Regions from separate parts of the Triticum aestivum genome. Here region 2 is linked to region 1. A link is a contact called in public Hi-C data. All regions are on one chromosome and are shown on one strand. The core of a region is the stretch at or near the end of the contact, and the rest is flanking DNA. Distances in the headings are between cores, read along the strand shown.

Evidence for each region. Hi-C and Micro-C count contacts between places; a contact is called where the count stands out from the background.
Region 2: a Hi-C map of leaf shows a contact between it and region 1, with 4 times the contacts expected there. The contact joins the promoter of LOC123087134 here to the promoter of LOC123087131 in region 1. A contact is called at or near these places in 2 of 5 Hi-C or Micro-C datasets (both in leaf).

The regions. Positions count from the first base shown.
Region 1 is chr4A:580,675,851-580,680,227 of IWGSC CS RefSeq v2.1, reverse strand. It overlaps LOC123087131, which reads left to right and starts at 1,846. Exons shown (of 9, transcript XM_044509046.1): 1 at 1,846-2,225; 2 at 2,351-2,420; 3 at 2,835-2,902; 4 at 3,786-3,847; 5 at 4,027-4,108; 6 at 4,207-4,377. The coding sequence starts at 2,175.
Region 2 is chr4A:580,837,507-580,841,883 of IWGSC CS RefSeq v2.1, reverse strand. It overlaps LOC123087134 (phospholipase A2 homolog 3), which reads left to right and starts at 2,048. Exons shown (of 4, transcript XM_044509049.1): 1 at 2,048-2,412; 2 at 2,533-2,581; 3 at 2,679-2,801; 4 at 2,875-3,582. The coding sequence starts at 2,269. The coding sequence ends at 3,047.

The DNA.
Region 1 (4,377 bases), core at 597-3,096:
CTGCCATTTTTTTTGTCACAAAATATCTATTCTTAGAAAATGTCATGTGTTTCTGAAAAAACTGTCAACCCCATGCAACCAAATTTGCTATCTAAAACGTTCACAAATGGCAACCCCTCCGAGCGAACCGTTCACCAGCTATTGCGGTCTAAAATATAAGTATGAATTTAGCATGCAATGAGATGAATTGTAGATATGTCTACTTGTTATTCTAATCCGTATCAACGATGGGATGAAATCGAAAAATGACCTTTTATTCATAGGGTCCGTCTAGGACACATCTAGATGTGACATAGTTATGTCACATTTAACCTGATGTCCACTATGCTTGTAGTCTATTTTTTTTGTCTCAGTTTTTCTTTGGTTTCTTGTTGCTGCGTTATTTGTGAGAGTTTAGATGTGATATCCTTAAAAAAACATCTAGATGTGAATTAGACAAACTATTATTCATAAGCGACACATGAAAATATTCAACGTTGGTCAGAATATCATCATATGCCACTAGAACATTTGCTGATTAAATCTCTAATCAAAACTTCTCATTAGTTCCATTTTGATTAGAAAGACATAAAATTACATAATGACCAACATGAACATTAGCCAAATTAATAGCCAACATTAACATAAAGCAACAATAATGCAATCCAATGTGTCATGGGGCACGATGACCCATAAGGTGGGGAGTAACTTAGACTAACGTCATGCATATGACATTAGTCTATGATACTACCTTCACACTGCAAAGTATCATAGAGGGGAGAATATCTGGTGCTTCGGGAGCTCCTGGTCCGTTCGATCTCAGATCCAGCGTCCACGGAGAGGGCTCATAATTTTTTAAAAATCCTGAGGAGTCTGATAATTACGTCGAGGTATTGTGCATCTTTAGATGACAGTTGGATCTAGATCCAATAGCAGTGCCCGCGCTGGAGCACCTAAGTTAGGTGCTCCCGGAGCACATGCTATTCTCCCTATCATAGAGCTAGTATCATAGATGATTGCATTTATTGGCCTATAGACTCAATTTTTCTAGACATGCGCTATGTGATGGTGATTAACATATTATGTTACCACAATCATCTTTTTTCTCATTTAATATTTGATTTTCCTGTCGACGACAACCTAGTACACCACATGTGTGCCCCAAAACCCTCACATTGCCTCCCCGCCTAGCTCCACTACGACTCCCAGCCGTGCTCCACCCCTTTGTGCGCCACCGATTCCTGTCGCCACCATCGCCGCCCACTTGACGACGCAAGGCGTGGGCTCCCACCCTAGGGTTTAGGGCCCCTGGGTTCACCCGCGCGAGCGACCCAGGAGGAGTCCTATGTGTAATTTGCGAACCCGTCTCCTTTAGTTTTATGTATAAAGCAGGACGAAAGCATAACTTAAACATTGCTTTGATTTTCCTGTCGATGACACACGTGTTCGAAATGGTCATCAAGTTTCAATCCACACCAGCACAATTTAGGGCCAGTTCTTTTGGGCGATTCTATCAGAATCGCCCCCTTCTCAGCTTCTCCCAGAATCACCATTCCATATGTTTTTTACAATCCTAGCTAATTAGACCTTAACTAAATAGGATTGTAAAAAAAATATGGAGTGACGATTCTGGGAGAAGCTGGAGAAGGGGGCGATTCTAGGAGAATCGCCGAAAAGAACTGGCCCTTAAGCTACAATCGTCCCTTTTCCAAACTTCACGGCGTGTGAAAGTGAGATTTCCCGTTCACCTAGGGCTAGTTTTCCATTTTGACCGTGCCTCGGCCGTGGGATCTCCAAACCACCGGTAGAACAGTCGCCGGCTGAGCCCGTGAAGTTCCAGTCTCTCCGAGGGCCTGAAGCAATCCAAGATTCGGAGGCGATCGCACCACGGTCCCGTCTCGCACAGTCGCGCATTCGCACCACCAGCGTCGCACGCATTCGCCCGCCTCCCTGTCCAGCCTCCAGCCACAAGTGACAAGTGACAAGTCCTCCTCCCCCCCTCCCAACGCGCTCCGCCGGGTCGCACCGCCGCCGCCGTCGCCGTCGACCGGACCCAGTCCTGACCCCGTTAAAAGCCCGGCCGGCGCGCGTGCTCGCTTCTCACTTCATTTTTCCTCTCAGAGAAAGGAAAGGGGGAAGGATAAACAAACAGACCAACAAACAAATCCACTGACGGCCGGGAGGAAGAAAAGGCGATGGGAACAGTGCTGGACTCCCACTTCCTGGCGCTCACCGCCCTCGTCACCGTAAATCTCTCGCGCCGCCTCCTCTGACCTCTCCTCTCCTCCCCCGCCGTCTCCGTCTCTCTGTTACCTGGCGTGTTTACTAACTGTTGCCGTTCTGGTGTTCTTGGTGGTGGTTGTGGTGCTAGGTCGGGTACCAGCTGGTGTTCTTCATCATCACAGCTCTCCTCCGCTTCGACAAGGTCACCGATTTCGCAGGTAGCACTCCACCTCCCGCGTCTTCTCCTCCTTCCTCCTTTCTTCTTGTTATTATTTTCTGTGGGGCGAATCTAGTTAAAGGCAGTGCTCTTGAAAAATATCTAGTTAAAGACCGGAGTCCATGAGCTCGATTTCTCAGCCCAGTAGGAAGCTGGTTTGGCAATTCTGTATTATGTTTTTTCGGAATCTTAATATATATATATGCTGTGCGTGTGCCAAGATTGCCATCTTGTTGTGCACGTCAATTCAGATGCTGCCTGTTCATCCTAGTAGTTAGGAGGCAGCCAGTTTCTTCAGAAATAGGTGCTCGGGTGAACCCCTTTGTCTGAGTACTAGCGTGTGTTCAATTTCTCTGCAACGGTATACCTTCGTACAATTCATTTCCTTTTTACTTATTTGTGTTCCTTTTTTCAGGCAGTACAAATTTTGTCATAATCGCCGTCCTTGTAGCAGCTTTGAAGGGAACATGGCACTTCCGCCAGGTAAATAGTAGTAGTACTAAGAACTCAGTTCACTTTGTTACTCAGTTGTTGTAAACATGACTGTTATTGCAAATCTTTTAATACAGCTGCTTATGAATGTTTAGTTCTAAAAAATTGGCTTAGTCATTGTCGTTGTCCAACTTGATGTTTCTTGTACCTTTACGGCGAATCACTCTTTTCACAATAATATACTTGAAACACATGTTCAACAGCATCTGAACGCTGCACTGTCTTTGATTACTTTTTCTTAGTTAAAAAATCCTTATTACAGTTGCAACTCTTTTAAGTTAAGCACGACCAGCAAGTTGTTTGTCTGAACCTTGCCTATAGATCGTTAGAGTTGTCATGAGTTTGATGCGTGTTTGGATTTAAAATAATTTACCATCCCTCGTATGCAGTTGAATTAGCTTGGGCATGGGTCTTACTGAATTTGCAGCAATGTGGCATAATTGCATCTCTGCACTGTCTATGCTCATAAAGTAGAAAGAATCATCTTACCACTTACATGCTACATTAAAAATTAAATCCTACATATGGTACCATGGTTCTCAAAGACTAGATGGAAACTGTATTCATGAGGTGGTGCAATGGTTATCCATACCCATTTAGTGGGAAATACAGCATCGGCATATGTCTGTTCCAATGAAATCTAGTTTGTTTTTCCATGTGGCAAAGAAATCAGGGAGTTAATACAGAGATTGGGACAGTATAAATGTTAAGGATAACCTCATTTCATTTGAACGAATATCTATCAAAGGATAGTGGTATTCCTCTGTGTTACCAACTGGATAATTGACGTGCCCATGTATTATTTTGAAGCAATGTCATCACAATTGTTTTTTAAGAAGTTCGTCCATTTCTGAACATAGACCCGTTTTTCCAGATCGTGTTGACAGTGCTTGTTATAATCTGGGGACTTCGTCTGGCAGTGTTTTTACTAATGAGGTATGTTACCCTAAAATATATATTCTGTTGATAGTTCAAAAAGCCCCACTGGACTATGTCTAGTGGAATCTCTTTTTTTTGTGATTTTTTTAAGACATCTGTTGCCTGAGTCAAAACATGTTGTTCTTGTTCTTATAAAAGTGAGTCGCTAATGCTTTGCTTTGCCTGATGGTGTCTAGGATTTTGCAATGGGGAGAGGACAAACGGTTTGATGAGATGCGCAGTAACTTGGGAAAATTAGCCGTCTTCTGGATTTTTCAGGTAAGTTTTGCAACTTATGTTAAGCAACTAGAGTTTGTTAAATGGTCATTGCATTTGTAAAGAGAACCTCACCAGGACTTTTATCCTGATTTGGGCAGGCTGTCTGGGTTTGGACTGTCAGCTTGCCTGTTACTATTGTGAATGCAAGTAGCAGAAACCCTTCAATTGAAGCTCGGGATATCATTGGTTGGATAATGTGGGCCATCGGGCTAGCTGTGGAAGCTATAGCTGATCAACAGAAGCTTAAATTCAAGAATTCTCCAAGCAAT
Region 2 (4,377 bases), core at 799-3,298, 160 kb before region 1:
AAAAAATTATAGATACATTGAAGAAGTATCAATGCCCTAATTACAATAAGGGACCGAAAGAGGTTGTTGCCTATGTGGCACTTCAAAATGTGAACAGGGCGTTTTCCTCACATAGCATTGTTTGAAAATTTCCGAGATGGCACCATAGGATGGCGCCCAATCACTAGTCAAATTCATGCTCTAATTGTTTCCCAGAAACCTCAGCCTGCAATATCCTAACAAAATCTTGATGTAGCTAATCATGTGGTCTGGATTCAAACATAACCGCAGGAATAAAATAAAACTTATGCTCAAATTCTTCAGAACCAAACACCATGGGTGCATACTCCAAGGGTTTTTTTGTCAGGACAGTTTGCTACCTCTTGACCTAGTCCGGAGCCATCACACCTCAAAGGGGCGGATATTGCTCTTGGAATACCATTTTTATCTCACAATTGCTAAATGTAAGTCGCCTGAAAACAAAATTTGGGCCGGTCGGTTTTCGTAGGAAGGAGATAGCCGCCGGAGGGAAGGAAGAAGCAGCCGCCACTCGCTGGAGAAGCTACCACATGATCTATCTTAGGGTGTCAGGCTGACCCATGATCTATCTTAGGGGTGTTGGGGGTGAGATTTCAGCTCACCAGAAAAAATGGGTCATGACCGACAGGGGCGGAGCCAGACTAACAGTGGGCCCCAGACCTGCTTCATCGCAACAGCGTTCAACCGTGCAAAAAATGCTATAATCAATGAAGAAATAAATCCTCACGTCCCGGGCCTAGCCCCCCAGCCTGGGTCCTGTCTCCTCCACTGATGGCCGGTGTTAGAGGGATGACTAGGAGGCAGCAGCATGACAGTTGGGGGGAGGACTGGGCGGCGAGGCTGGCGTGGTAGTGTCGCCGGCGGTGGGCGGTGGCAGTAGACACTTAGACCGGCGTCGAGGTTGAAGAAGATGAATAGTAGCAATTTCGGGAGGTTGAAGAAGTTGATTTGGTCGTGCATCTTGCATCAGACGGCTCACAGCGACTTAGATCTAGTCATTTTTAGCAACTGATCTACTAGCAATTCCTGATGAAAAAACATTTATATTCACAGTCAAACCCACAAGTATTGCTAATATTTTTGGTCATTGGTTGGACGGTATTCCAAATAGATAAAACCTAACAAGGGTGGGAGTATATGCCTAAATGTGGTCGCAATTTCTATGTAGAAATAATTTGGGTTTTAATGACAAAAATGCTTCTCCTTTACAGGTTATTCTCCGGTGTATGCATTCACTTCGTACGTGATCTACGCTACAAAGAGCGGAGTACCAATCGTTGTTCAAGGCAGTGTGTACGCGGTTGAAGCATGCGGCTACGGAGGTTTTTCCCAACATGGGTGGCAGCATAACCCCCGGATTGACCCACCATCACTTTCAACATAGGCATAGTGTCGGTCTATAGGACTCTCGGTTTTGGTTCTTTTCTTTCTCTCAAACTTTTCGAAATTGGTTGTGTGCATTTGTTATGCAGAGGCCGGGTGTTACTCATAATGCTTTGTATCCGTTTGATGCTATATTTATATTTTTAGGTAATAAAAGCGCATCGAGAAAAAATTCCACAGCCAAACCAGCACACTCGGATCGAGCACATCAATCGACATATTTCTCCACACATTTCGACATCCGACCAGCCCGTGGAGCTCACTCAATCATGGTGGCTGACTCATATGACCACATGGAAAAGGCACGCTACGAACATGGCGAAAAGAATCGGCACGGGAGGACACTAGCACCCAACCGAGCTGACAGCCGCGAATCGCAAAGCGTACTCACTCACTCTCACGGTTCACTGAAAAATAACACCCAATTATTTTCGCCGAAAGAGACCACCCATGTAAAGGAAAAATGAAAAGTCCGGGAAGGCGCTGGATGGCACACATGGTCGCCGGCTGGATCGTTCGCCCACCGACCGACGTGGTGCATGCACGGCATCTTCCTCCGCGCTGTCGACTGCCAGCCCGTGCCCCCGCGAGCTAGCCAACAAGCCCCCCGCGCGCTCACGAGCAGGATACAACCAAAACGCCCCATCTCCGCCCCCTTTCTCTCTCTAAATCAGTGCTGCAACTAGCCAACTACAGTCGCAGATCGAGTTCTCCTCGTCGCTCCAGCCAATGCCCCCCTAGATAATATCTTATCAAGCCAAGAACGACGGCAGGGCTGGGCACGGCGCGGTATAAGTTCAGCTGCAGGCGGCCGCCGTCTCGATCGACACAAAGAGAGAGGGAGGGGGATCTGATTTTTTGAAGGGGATGGCGCATGGCAGAGGCGGTTCCCGGCGGCTGCATGCGCGTCTACTCGCGGTGGTCGGGCTCCTCGCCTGCGCCGCCGTCGCGCCGCGCTCCTCGGCGCTCAACGTCGGCCTCCAGACCCTCGACGCCGACGCCGACGGCGTGGTACGTGCACGATCTACGCATGTACTATAACCTACACTTCATAGCACGTTATTAAGCTGGGTATGCTTTGCTTTGTCGACTGATTCTCGGCGGCCGGCGGCGGCGGGGACGCGGACGCAGAGCAAGCAGCAGGCGTGCAGCCGAACGTGCGAGTCCGACCACTGCACGAGTACGCACGCGCATCAACTTCTTCTTCTTGATTAGAACTTAGAAGTAACTGCATGGTGGCTCACGCCGAGGTGTTTGTCGATGATCTCTTGACGCAGCGGCGCCCTTCCTCCGGTACGGCAAGTACTGCGGCATCCTCTACAGCGGGTGCCCCGGCGAGCGGCCGTGCGACCCCCTCGACGCCTGCTGCATGCACCACGACAACTGCGTCCTCGTCAAGAGTACGTACCCCAACAACCAATCGATCCATCAACTAAATTGTAGCCAGCGTCTGACTCTCGATCGGCACATCAGATGACTACCTGAGCACGGAGTGCAACGAGGGCCTGCTGGAGTGCCTGGCGGAGCTGCGGGCCGGCACGGGCACGTTCGAGGGGAACAAGTGCATGATCGACGAGGTCATCGACGTGATCACCGTCGTCATCGAGGCCGCCGTCGTCGCCGGCCGGGTCCTGCACAAGCCCTAGCTACATAGTACCACGGCGGCGCGCGCCGGAGCCGGCGAGCTGGAGGACAAGCAGCAAACAACTTGCTCGGTAGGTGGGTGGTGCATGCCTTTTCTGCTTGGTGTCACTCGTCAGTCACGGTGTGTGTCCGTGTCCTGTCACGCATGCACCGGCGCCTCACGTACAGTCTCGCGGGCACGGGCGTGACATGGTTGGTGCTTCAGCTAAGATCGACGATGGCGCCGGATTTTGCGACATGTATATGGGCATGGTTACCATAACCTGCTTTGCAGGATTTAATTTACTTGATTGATGAGTTGGTTCGTCTTTGCCAGTTTGCCTACACATCATGTGCAGCTCGTACGTGTTCATGTCACGCATAATTGGTAGTACTATACACTGTTGTTACCACTGTTCAAATTTCAGTGAATTTTGCTGCTTAAAGCCACTTTGAATTTTGGGGGTAATTTATAGATCAGTACTGTAATTTGTGTCGTCTGAATTATGTATAGAGCTAAAGCGACTTGTCCATTAATTGGATTATTATATTTGTTGATGTGATGGCGACGCCTTTCTGAGTGTATGGCAGCCGGTTCGATCTGCATGTAAGGTGATTAGTTTTGTAAACACTGCTTGTGCTTAGCTTAGACAAGTAAGGTCGCTATATGAACCAACCTATGGTTGAATGGTTAGATGGGCAGTGGTATCTTTAGCCCATCAGGGTTCAAATCCTGGTGACCTTCTTCCACCATCGCCAGCGTCTCCGCGCTGCCACCGTTTGGTGTCACCTCCTATGAGCCGTTCTCAGACCTCCCACACTTCACATTAGTATCTGCGGGTACTGAGTTAGGGTCTATGGAGACTAGTATCTGTGAGCATCCAATGTCGAGGATGCTGCGAGGCTTCTAGCAATGAATGAAGCGAGAGGTTGACCTTAGATGCTTAGGAGTGTTGCCGTAAGCATTGGAGGTGGAAGAATTGCCCTGCAACTTGGCATGCCCAATTCATTGTGCATTGTCATGATGGCATGATCCAACACCTATTCTATAAGCGGTTCCCTTTGTTGATTGTGGATTTGGTATTGCTACTTTGGGTTGTCTGGATCACATAACATAATGCCATCAATGTCTTGCAGAAATCTCATCTGTTTGCTAGGATAACATGTGGTACTTCTCTAGGATACAACTACACAGTGAATGGCCATTAGTATGACCAAGCTACTATCTAGCCAATCGCATCTGTCCATCTTGGTCAACATTTGCGGAAACAAATTCTATTCCTGTGACCAATAAACATGAACATTTCACAAAGACGCAAGAAGCAATGAGGAAGGACATGGATATACCTGGCC